Linked DNA regions of Zea mays: region 2 is linked to region 1. The links are chromatin contacts, called in public Hi-C maps. All regions are on one chromosome and are shown on one strand. The core of a region is the stretch at or near the end of the contact, and the rest is flanking DNA. Distances in the headings are between cores, read along the strand shown. Region 1 has its middle 29 kb from the start of LOC100272440. Region 2 holds the start of LOC100279195.

Evidence for each region. A called contact is a pair of places that touch in the nucleus more often than the background predicts.
Region 2: a Hi-C map of tassel shows a contact between it and region 1, with 2.1 times the contacts expected there. The contact joins the promoter of LOC100279195 here to the enhancer-like site in region 1. A contact is called at or near these places in 5 of 25 Hi-C or Micro-C datasets (bundle sheath, ear, leaf and 1 more).

The regions. Positions count from the first base shown.
Region 1 is chr1:171,568,015-171,573,615 of Zm-B73-REFERENCE-NAM-5.0, reverse strand. No RefSeq gene overlaps it. Among protein-coding and RNA genes, the nearest start is that of LOC100272440, 29 kb to the right of the region's middle. Within about 2 kb of position 3,070, at least 15 of the 20 cell types and tissues checked have an H3K27ac peak or open chromatin away from gene starts, as enhancers often do. A contact at or near this core is called in bundle sheath, ear, leaf and 1 more, where this site is marked.
Region 2 is chr1:171,819,060-171,825,389 of Zm-B73-REFERENCE-NAM-5.0, reverse strand. LOC100279195 reads left to right here and starts at 4,522. Exons shown (of 12, transcript NM_001366050.1): 1 at 4,522-4,936; 2 at 5,053-5,138; 3 at 5,457-5,531; 4 at 5,707-5,835. The coding sequence starts at 4,745. It overlaps LOC100282270, which reads right to left and starts at 4,129. Exons shown (of 7, transcript NM_001367061.1): 1 at 4,019-4,129; 2 at 2,860-3,323; 3 at 139-385. The coding sequence starts at 3,318.

The sequences.
Region 1 (5,601 bases), core at 1,821-4,320:
AGTGATGAAGTACTTAGAGTGGTTGAGTATCTCTAACCCCTAGACTGGAGCCCAAAAGTGGATTTGGAGATCTAGCCACATTTTGCAAGAGATAAAAATACCAAGGTGGTAGGATTTCCAAAGTTGCACAATTTTGTTATTTGGAGATTTCCAAGTTGTGTGGGGAAATTTGGAGAAATTCACAAAGGTTCAGTTTCAGAGTTCCTGAAAATAGCAGCAACTAGGCACTTTTGGTCCTTTGTAACTTTTGATCTAGAACCATTTTGAAGATGATCATTATAACAAAGTTATAGAGCTACATGAGGAGTATAAGTTTGGTTAAGTCATATAGCTCTAAAACTATTTGGAACTTTGAGTAAAACTGGTCCAAAGTAAAGCTGTCAAAAATTGTGGATTTCAGACAGTGAAATTCAGAGCCTGAATTTCAGCATTTGGAGCAAACTTTGGGCTATTGTAGTTTGGAATCCAAGAGGTTTTGGTTAATGACCACTATAGCAAAATTGTAGAATAAGTATAGGAGAGAAACTTTTATTAAGTGTGACAGCTCTGGAACTATATACAACTATGAGAAAAGGTGATCCAAAGTGGGGTTGTCAGACTTTTTGAGTTTTCAGATTGGGAACAGTGAACTGAAACTGAGATTTCAGTATATGTAGCTGTTTTTTGAGCTCAATTGTGCCTAACCCATGAGGTTTTGGGCTATAGAGTATATAGAGTAATTAAAGACCATATGATGGTGAATAAGTCTCCTTAAGTGACTTTGGTTTGATCCTACACAAAAGTTGGAGAGAAAGCTTGCTCAAGGTCGGACAGACAGACAGTGCTTTAACTGCATTTGGTTCAGTTCTGAAATTTGTTGTATGTTGCCAAGTTTGGAGCCCTTTTGTGGTTGTTATATAAGGTTTTGGACTGAGGTGTTTGTAGGGGAAGTGAAGACCACCTAACGATGAACAACTTTATTAAAGAATGATGGACATGATCCCACATAAAAAGTGGTGTAACAGCAGATCAAAGTTTGATTGTCAGGTGGTTGGTGACTTAGTCTATTCAGAACTGAAAGTCTGAAATCAGTAAGTGATGCAAAGTTTAGAGCCCTATTGCGACCAACTTTTGTGGTTTTGGACTATGAAATATGTGGCAAAGTTGGATCCCATAGTACAGAGAATATGTTTTATAAAGAGGTTTGGAATTGGTTCTACATAAAAGTGGGAGTAAAACACCTCTAAACTTGCTCTGTCAGCCAAAAGGTATGCAGATTTAGTTGACTTTTTCTAAGTAATTTAGTGAGTTTTTACTCACCTTTGGAGCTCTGTGGTAATTAATCCATGGATATTTTGATTAAGAGCTCTATGGTAAAGTCAAAGACCGTTTGAAGGAGAGCAAGTCTTATGCAAAGTGTTGGCTTGCTACTGTGTAGAATTTGTAGAAAAAGGAGTGACAAAACCCTCTGTCAGACTAAGTGTGATGCTGTTTCAGATTTCTGAAACTGAATTTTCAGTGACATTGGCTGTACTTTGGGTACCATAACTTTTGTTCTATATGTTTTCAGTTATGGGTTGCTATCCCAAGTTGGTAGAGCTATGTTTAGAGAATAATTTCTACTAAGCATGGTAGGTCTGTTATGAGGGGAATTGTGAGATGCCAGGGAATGAATATGGAGGAGAGGAATGGAGCAGTGGTAGCTGATGAAGTTGGTCCAGTGATCTAGGTTGGAGCTGAAAACTGCAGAAGATCCTATTGTCCCTGCTGATTTCCCTGATGTGTTTAGGTGGAGATAGTGTCGAGGTGCCTAGTCAAGGGGCTAGAGACCTCAGCTCCATCGAGAAATATCAAAGTTTTGGACTGTTTGGGGGGGGGGGGGGGGGGGGGGGGGGCAATGAGCCCTTATCTGCTTTTCTTATTGTCTGAATTCCTGGGCAGTCTGGATATTTGTATTGCACCTGTGAGCCATTCTAGAGATCTCACCCCTGTTGCAAATATCGATCTAAGTGGTCAGGCAAGAGAAGGGGGGTTCTAAACTTTGGATCAGGTTGGAATGGAAGAAAAGATCTTGTCACTTTCCTGTACCTAACTGGTGTGCTCGAGTTAAGATAGAGGTGGAGTAGATAACTGAAGTCTAGAGTCCTCTTTTCCTGCAGAAATATCAAGGTTGGATATTTTGCTTGTGACGTAGATCAAGTTCAATGTCCTAGGCTAGCTGAGCTTGTGAACTTGTGTGGAGTGAGTGCATGGGGGACACGTATAATAGGTCGGGCAGTGCTGGCATGCCCCAAAGTGCTCCTTCAACGGGTCTAAGTGAAGCTCCATGTCCCTACCTGCGTGTTCAGTGATACCTGCCCATATTTAGTGTGCTCATGGGCTGGATTCAGTAGAGCTGTTCACTCTACCTTGAGTTCTAGCCATAGACGACAGTGAGGGTGTGTGATTCTTGTGTTCATGGTGATGCTAACCCCCTTCCCAGTCTTTTGGTTGGTCACTTCCAGAGCTGTGTGCGCTGTCTTCCTGTGTTTGTGGTGACCACAGCCACCGAGTTCACCACACCATAGCCAGAACATTCCAGGGAGTTGCACGGCCGCATGAAGTCCGTCCGGTCGTCACCTCAGACCAGCGGCGTCATGGACAGTTCTACTGTCGACCCGTTCAACCGCGTCTTCCCGGGATGATTTCGCGCAAGCACTGAGTTGCTGGAAGGTTCATAATGCTCTCTACGCTTCTAGTTGGAGCTCTACAATACTGCTGCCCTGGGATCGAGTACGCCGGGGTCGATATTCCACTGGTGTCGTGGCCAGCGACGCCTGGGGCTTGGCGGGGGTGTGGAGAGCTTGAGACCGATTTGTGTTGGCTGTGGACGTGTTTTAGTAGTAGTTTGGGAGTGCTGGAGGTTAGCGCCGTCGTGACCATAATTGCCTGTTCGCCGGAGTGGATGGCGGAGCATCGAATCCAAGCAGTTGTGAAAGAGTGGAAACCTAGGGTCTTATGTGCAACGGTCAGCGACACGTGTAAACAGTGGCTGAAGCTCGGGCTATTTATTCTGATCTGCAAGGGTCCTAGCGCAAAGTGGACAGAGCCAGCGCGGGCTCCCCGGCCGCAGGCCGACTTTGTCCTGTTGCGCTGCGGAATGGGCCGGCTTGGGACCCGAAACTGCTCACAGTTTGTTTTTTTTTCTTTTACCAGAAGACTTACCAATTATGCCCCAAATTGTAGAAGAATCCAAAAAAAGTGGGACAAATTTTGTTGGATGTATAAAATCAAGAGCTCTCTGTTAAAGTTGGTTTTAGGATTTTTAGATTAGTTAGTAAATTTTAAGTGAATTTAAGGTGCTCTTGGAAGGCTTATATTAATTTTATAAATAAGAGGATAACACCAAAAATTGTAGAATTTTTTTGAGAGACTTGTTACCAGAATATGAACTCTTAGGCAAAGTTTGGAACTGTTTGAATATGATTTGCTTAGCTAAATAATTGTTGCCCAAAAAAGAAAAGGATTTCACCTATGAAAAAATACATCTAGTAGTTTAGTGAAGAGATGAAGTTGCTTAAGAAGTTTTAAGCTTTTGGATGAGATATAAGTTTGATTAATTCCCTGGTTTACCTAAGTGAATTCAAATTGGCCACTTTAATCGAGTGTTAAGAAATATGTGTATTCTTGTCATGCGCTTTAGTTGAAGTGTTTCTGTTCCCCACCTCTCTTTATGAGAGTTTGCATTTCATACCATTATATAAGCATTCATATATTTGTAATTGACTTGTAGAACACCTAGAAGAAGTGGTGTTTGAAGGAGGAGTCTATTCTAGTATCTGCTGATCAAGTGGAGGAGCCATCTAACTAAGTAGTTGATAGTGGGATCTGAAGCCTCTTCTCTGCAACAAAGGCAAGCTCCGGTGCATTTGCCCCTTCCTTGTATTTTTAAAAAGACTTTTATACACTTTAAGTCTAGTGAAATGTGCATTAAGTTTATAGGAGTTGCTTGGAAACTATTTGATGCATTGACTACCTTGATATCCATTCCTTTTATAGATACTTCTTTGGAAGTATCAAATATTGTTTACAAAAATTGCTTAGCCCTGCCTAGAGGTAAATCTTGCAGATAGAGTTTGTCCTTTGCACTAATGCCCAGCTCAGGTTTATCCTGAGGAAGGATGGCTCTACCTACAAGAATATTTTAACCAGGATCATTGGGAGATCTAATACAAAGTTCCCTATGATGTTTTAATCATCCTAAGGAACACAAAAAATCCTAAGGATGGAAGTACTTAAATCGAGACTTGGGCTAGGAACTGGTGATGTTCTGCCCAGGTTGATTAAGGATTATAGGGAATGTAGGTCTACTTATCGAGGACTATATTAACTAGCCACATGCCCTGGTATGGGATAGGGTAAGCCTAATCTCAGCTTGAACAATACCAAAAAGGCTACCACGCAATGGGAGTGGAGAGATGGCGAGAGTAGAGTGTACCCTCCGTGGCAAGAGGTTGGACGGTGGAGTAAATGTGCTCTCGGTTGGGTTGAACCCGGTCTGGTCTTGAGATAGCAGGGGCGGGTTGGCATATGCAAGGGTTAAGTGCTACATATGTCGTGTGGTTAGGGATCCCCAGCTGGATAAATCGATTCAGGTCGTCGTTATATCCTCGGATAATGGAGACTTGGTCACTGACTTGCAATCTAAGTCATGGATGGAATCATAATGAGCAAAAATCATGTTGTATTGATGAATGTGATGATGAATTTAGACTAGATGCAAACAAAGTCTATTAATACTTAAACTAGCATTAAAATGTTGAAAATAAGGACTCATTTTAGTAAGCTTTCTGCAAACTATTAAAGTTGATTCTTGCTAAAAGCCTTTCCTTGATTCCCGAATCCAGCATATCCTTGAGAGTCTTTTTCCTTAGTCGGGTAAGACTTGCGAAAGTACACTTCGTACCCAGGGTTTTCGAACCCATGTTGTTGCAGGTAATCAGGAGCTTTCTAGTTGTCCCTATGGCTGGAAGATGCTTCCAGTCTTGAAGGAGGATTAGTTAGGTTTATGTGTGAACTTTGGAAGGGTTCTACCTTCCTGCTATGGTAATAAGTTATGCACTTTGAGTATATCAGGACTTGTAATAATTATAACTCTTTTTATGTTGTAAAACTTGAGTTTTGGAAATATAAAGTACATTTGTAAAGTCTTCCGCTCTATCTCCGAAGTGTGTGTATCGAATGTGGTTACTGTAATATACATGAATGTGGGAGATCCTTGGGATGATGAGTTCAAGTTGATGAACTCGATAGCCTTGTTAAGTTACACGGTACACGTGCATAGCTATCTGAGGCCGTTAATGACAAGGATTAGTGCATGTGGGCCTAATAACTTGGGAGGGTTGTCACAAGTATGGCTCCGATACCAATTGAGAGCACCTAGAGGGGAGGGGTGAATAGGTGATCCTGTAGAAGTCAACTTTAAACGCCACAAACTTGGTTTATGAAATGTTAGTGAAATCAAACCAAGGTGTTATGACACGAGAGGTGACTTCTTCACTTAATTTCTCTTCACAAAGTGAGTATTAAACTTAGAGCAATTATCAAGTGAGTAGGAGATCGCACAAGAATAGCAACAAGTGA
Region 2 (6,330 bases), core at 3,273-5,772, 250 kb before region 1:
TTTGCCAAGATTAATCCTTGGTTTGAAAAAGAATTGCAAAGAACTACAAAATCCATATTATCAGCAGGACTGCTAGGACATGAAATCATAAAGCCTTGCCCTAACAAAGTTAACAAAGGGAAAAATGTAAAACCTTACCAACAATCCGGAGAACGCACTTTGAAGCATCCTGTATTGACTTAATAGTTGCTCCTTGCTTCCCAATTAGGCTGCCAGCTTGGGAAGCTGGAACCAGTAGCCTTGTCGGCCCAGTGTTGACAGTAGCTCGTTGAGGCTGATCAGTTTCAGTTTCTAAACCATCTGTTATCCTTCTATGAACTCTAAGCAACCCATCAACAGCTGGAGGTAGCTCTGTGTCTGGTTCATCCTTTGCTGAAATCATTACCTTTGAACAGGAAAGCAGTATCAAGATCTCATCAAGTAGGAACAAAAGTATGTTAGACAGAGAAAGATTAGTTAATAGCAACATGCCCAAAGACTTATGAAAGGAATTGATGGTATAAGGACAGTATTTATTATGAAAGAAAACGATGGTGTAAGGACAGTATTTCCATCCTGCTGTAGGTAGAGGAAATGGTAATGGTTATATTTATACACATTTAGCTGGGTTCCAACTACAATTTCTGAGAAAAACATACATAATTGCATGCAGTCACTCACCAACATGAGGCAATGCCCTCTGATTAAAGCAACGGACATGTCCTTAACTGCATCAATAGTTTTCCTTAACTATTGTACATGTATCAAGACTGTTGTTGCTACTTGCTAATGTGTATGTATAATGGAATTTCGGATACAAGCAATCTACTTCAATCTGCATTTTTATTTTATCATAGGCAGCTCTTAATCCCAAAGAGCAAAAACAATAGATCTATTTTTAAAGTCAGTGTAAGTATTGTTTGATGATATTGATAAATGACAATGTTATATTACAATATTGTTTCAGCAAAACCAAGTCCCCCAAAATATAAGGGGAAGCATCGAGTTGAGGACTATATATTCATATTCTTTGTTTGTTGTTCCCAATTCTTTATAAAATATCAGAGCATTATTTAGGAAATGATTAGTACTTAATATTAAGGTTCTGTGCAATATTTTAGTCTTCCATTGTTAAATACTGATGCCTTTTTGGTCAAAGCAAACAGGTCATGGAATTACCAGACAAAAAGTGCAGCTTCTTCACAGGGATCTTCATCCAATATTCATAAGGCTTAAACCACATGTGCAGCAGAGGAGCACAAGACTGTACTTTGGTAACCATGATTGTACATCTATTTTGGGATTTGGATACACAAATGACTCAACTTGAGGCCTTAGACAGCAGTAAGAACCTGCAAAGATTAGTTTGTTACTTTTGACAAGACTATTATGTTCTGTACTTGAAAGCCATCTTGCTAACAATCTGTTCCTTGTTAGTTTGAGTGCCTTTATTTGTGCACTAACTTTTAGGGTTAGCAACTAGAATGTGTTAATAGGCCCCACAATATACAGTTAACTAAAGAACCATGTCATATTATTTTATTTTAGTCCGCGTTACTACTGAGTTGGTCAAAATCAGTATATCATTTAATAATCGATCCGATCTTTTAGAATGAAGGACATTCATGTATGCAATCATAACTATTTGGTCCATGCAGACATCGAACATTATTGATAATTAACTAGTGTACACAATATATATCTTCAGAATAGTGTACAATTTGGCAAAGCTACTATTTCTGTCTGATAATCAATTATAGTCATACTTCTTACAGACGAGAGATTTTTCCCCTTTCATTTGCTTGCATCCAAGTTTTGTGGTCATTGTAAAAAATCCAAAATTATGCATAACTATTTCCATTCCACAGCAAACCTTAAAGGGATTTCACTTATAATCTTGAAATCTATGTTCAATTTTTTTTCTAAACTTTCCAGCACATAGCCATTCCCTATGGGCAGGTACCTAATGTTACTAGTATACAACTTCCACTGTAGTAACTTGGATGATCAAATCTCATCTTAATATAAAATTGCACAGGAGTCAATATGATGACATGATTCCAATTATCTGGGGCACTATATACACCTGATCCTTAAGTTGAACTGTTTCAGCTTATAAAAAATATTATCAGAGCATTCACTTCAGAAAGGAGGCAATAATCTGCAGCTGCAGATGCATGTCCAATTACATTGTAAGGTACAAAATTTTAGTAACTAGTTCCTGTTCATTTATACAACTTCCAGCAAGTTTTCCAGATTCAACAAGGCCTTTTTCACTACTAAATAACAGTTTAGATTATTGAAATCAAGTCAAGAACGTCCAGATAATACATATTAAGGACTAAACTATTGCAGATCCATTAATTACCATGTTCACAAAGCATCAGTTGACGGAATGCATAGTATCAGCGGTCAAGAAAATATAATAGCAATTTATATGCTTGAAAACTAGAAGGGCAAACCTGGTGCAGTGGTGAGAGCTGTCTCACTCAGTCACCAGGTAGCGGGTTTGAAGATGCCTCCCCACATTCGTGGGGGAGGCTTGCCTCGACCCTCGGTTTATCCCTTCCCCAGACCCTACTCGTGTGGGAGCCTCTGGCACTAAGTCTGTCATTTTTATATGCTTAGAAACGTTTTCTAGCTGATTCAATCTTCAAGACATATAAAAAGGAAATAATCATCAATATGCCACAAACTATATACATGTCTAATCTAGGTCTTCTAACTAAACAACATAGCATAGTTATTGGTGTAGGCAACAACTGAAAGTGATTCTTTCACATGAACACTAACATGCCTAGAGGGCTCTTCTGGCCATACTGACTGCAAAGCATTTGTAATAGTAATGCAACCAGTTAAAGAAGATAGTGAAAGGCTTACAGCTCTTTCTGGCACAGCTGGTGGTCCCTCAAGAACCTTGATGCGGGCTCTTGATTCCTCACACATTTTCTTGATGAAATCCCCTTTGCGCCCAATGACGGCACCCACCTTTGTGGTAGGAACCAGTATACGGAACACACTCTCTCCAGGCCACCCAGGCCATTTCTTGTCATCAGGAACTGTAGCATCATGCTGCTTCACCCCAGCTTCCTCGCCGTGCTCTGTGGGGGTAGCTTGGTCCACTTTGTTCTGGCCTCCCACATCTTCATTGTTCATGCTCACATGCCCTTGGTTACCCAACTCGTCTTGCATTGGGTCTTTGGGTTCCTCGTAAAGCTTTTCTGGTTCTTCCTTGGACTGATCTTGCACATTAGCATAAGTAGTGGCTTCTTCCTCATTGCCAAGGGTACTAGGACTTCCAGTGAGGTTCTCCACAGGGTCATCAACAGGTACATCCATATTTTCTGGAAACAACCAAGCAACCAAGCTCAAGTTAATTATAAAGATGCATAGTACCTCTCAAATATGAGCTCTGCAGGAGTCGAAAGAGTGGGAGAAAAAGCTAAGGCAGTGCAAGAAAACTAATAACCACACAATTTTAGGGTCCGATTTGTTGCAATATCTGCCTGGCCGTGCATCATGGGAGCCTGGCTCCATGGATACCTAAATTTAGGTAACTAGGTCGCATCTCCAGAGCCTGGCCCGTTGCATCAGGAGAGAAAAGCTCAGCTGCATATGTAGGGAACCAAACAAGAAATAAGCCTGAGCCTGGCTGCGTCCATCCGGTCTACAACCAAACACATCACACCTGCATGCCATGAGCTTGGTTGCTCTGTATGCAGGCACAATCAGGCCACTAGAAGACGAGAAAGAGCACAGACAGTACACCCTAATCAGCAGCAGAGCAGTGAGCTCACACCACGTGCCCCCAAACGGGCACTATAATAAATCGATCCAAACGTCCAGACGCAGTCGCATCCATGAACCAACCATCTATGAAGCATGCATCCATGAAGCAGGCACACGAGCACAAGGGTACTGCACGCGCACTCAAACCCTAGTTGCCAGCCTCGGAGCACTTCGCCGCTCGCTAGGGCTGCCGCGCAGCACGCGACCGCGTACGGATGAAAAGGGGACATTAGGAGGGGTGCGCGCGAACCTTGTTACTAGGGGGGAGACTCGCCGGAGAAGACACCCGGTCGCCAGCGCCGCCGCCGCCGCCGGAGGTGGGGAGGGTTTTCAGACGGGGGAGCACGGGATTTGTGCGGACGCGAGCGAGAGGAGAGAGTGTGCTCGTGCGGCCTGGTTTTGATTTTAAAGCTGGATGCGGCCTTAGCGTTTACTTGTCCGGCCGTATGTGCGGCCCATGGGCTGAGAATACTTGAGCTCGAGCTCTTCTCATTGTTTCACTGCACAGGCTTCTATTGAGCCAGACACTGATACGTGGGTCCCATGGACCCGGATCCTGGAGGGGCCGAAGGATCCTCTGCTCCGTCAAAGATTCCCAACGAAGCCTCAAGCACACCTGCGCCGCAGCCCGCAGTTGCACAGCGCAGGCGATCATCACCAAAGAATCCGGGATGGCCCGCGCCGCAGCTCCACTCGTGAATAGGTTTTTCTGATAAAAAGTAGTAAAACAAAATAGGATGGCGCTCGTGATCTTGAAGATGCAGCCACCGCCTCCGTGTCGTCTTCCTCGTCAGCACGCAGCAGTCAGGTCACCACCAACAGCAACAGCAGTAGTGCCGTCGCGTTGTCTCCCACTCCCAAGTCCCAACTCCCACCTCCCCCGCCCGCCGTTCAAATCTCCCTAGCCTCCCGAAGTAGGCAAGTAGCCCTCCCTGTTCCATCGAACCCAGCAGAGCAGCCAGCCGAACAACGAAGCATGCCGTCGAAGCCGAACGCCGCGTCGCGCCTCGTCTTCCTCGCTTTCCTCCTCGTCATCAGCGCCGCCGCGGCCAACGATGACGCCGCGGCGCGGCGGACGATGGAGCAGTTCGCCGGCTTCCCCGCCTCCGACGACGGCGAGGGCCCTTCCAGCGACTTCCACGTCGACTCCGAGGGCCTCCAGCGTCAGGTGCGCACTGGGGCACGGGCGCACGGCACCCTTCGCGTTGCGGCGCGGTCGTAGTGCAGGCTATGGCTGTGCATTGAGGTGTTGGATTCTAACGGCGCGTGATTTTTTTTTCGCAGATCGATGAACTGGCCTCGTTCTCCGACTCGCCCGCGCCGTCCGTGACCCGCGTTCTGTACACCGACAAGGATGTGCAGGCTCGAAGGTAACCCAGTTGAGATTATCCGTCGTCGTGAGAACAAGCGATTGAACGAAAGAACCGACTCGGCATTAGTCAGTGTGCTTGTAATCGATTTGGCTGTAAAACGTGCCACGCTTGAGTGACCTTTGATGCTGGTGACATCAACGATCAATCTTCAATCGACTTCAGTTTGCACCATTCTGGGTTCAGATAGTAGTTAATTTGACAAAGTGGGCATCTCATTTCTATTGTGATATTTGTAGCCACAACTGTGCAGCAACTAGAACACGCATCCATGCCCACCTTCGCTGATTGTTGACGTGTGCTTCTGGTGTTCTCTAGGTATATAAAAGGGATAATGAATCAACTTGGCCTTGTTGTTCGAGAAGATGCTGTTGGTAACATATTTGGCCGCTGGTGAGTTGGTCTTGACTGCCCTTGGATTCTCTGCTCTTGGTTCATTTCTTTGGATTTAGGAAGCATACAAGGATTTTGCTGTAAATTGTGCATCTGGCTGAAAAGTCTCTTGATTTTGTTAAATTTGCTGTGTGCTGGAATTCTCATGCCCATTGAACATTGCAACCTTCTACAGGGAGGGTTCCGAGCCTGGACTAGGAGCAGTTGCAACTGGATCTCATGTTGATGCCATTCCATTCTCAGGCAAATTTGATGGTGTTGTTGGAGTTCTGGGTGCTCTTGAGGCAATTAGTTTGCTGAAAAGGTAACCGTTCTGTCTGCCTATAAGTGTTTTCACCATTCCTGCAGCACCATTCTTTTACTGTTGTGGTTTTGTCCGTATGTAACGTGGATGTTTTCCCCTCTCTTTTTCTGGCTTAGTGTTTGTTGAACATCATACACCTTATATACAATCATGTTTCTATGGCTGTTGTGATTGCAATTAGATGAACCGTGCTTAATCAGCTATTATTGGATTCTTAATTTGATCAAATTACAGAGCTGCTTATTGATTAGTTCTTTCTTGTAACCATCTTGTAGAAGAGACCAAAAAGTTGTGTGCTTCATCTTAAAAAAAAAAGTTGGCCGGGGAGAGAAAGACTGTCCTCTCGGTATTGTCTTAAGAAGAGACCGAAACATGGTGTTGGCCGAGAAAATCTTTAAACCCTGACCCCGCATCACTAGCGGGCTGTTATCGCCCACTCTGCAATGGTTCAGCCGGAGGGTGACGCGTAGGACGTAACCCGAGAGCGGGCGGGGC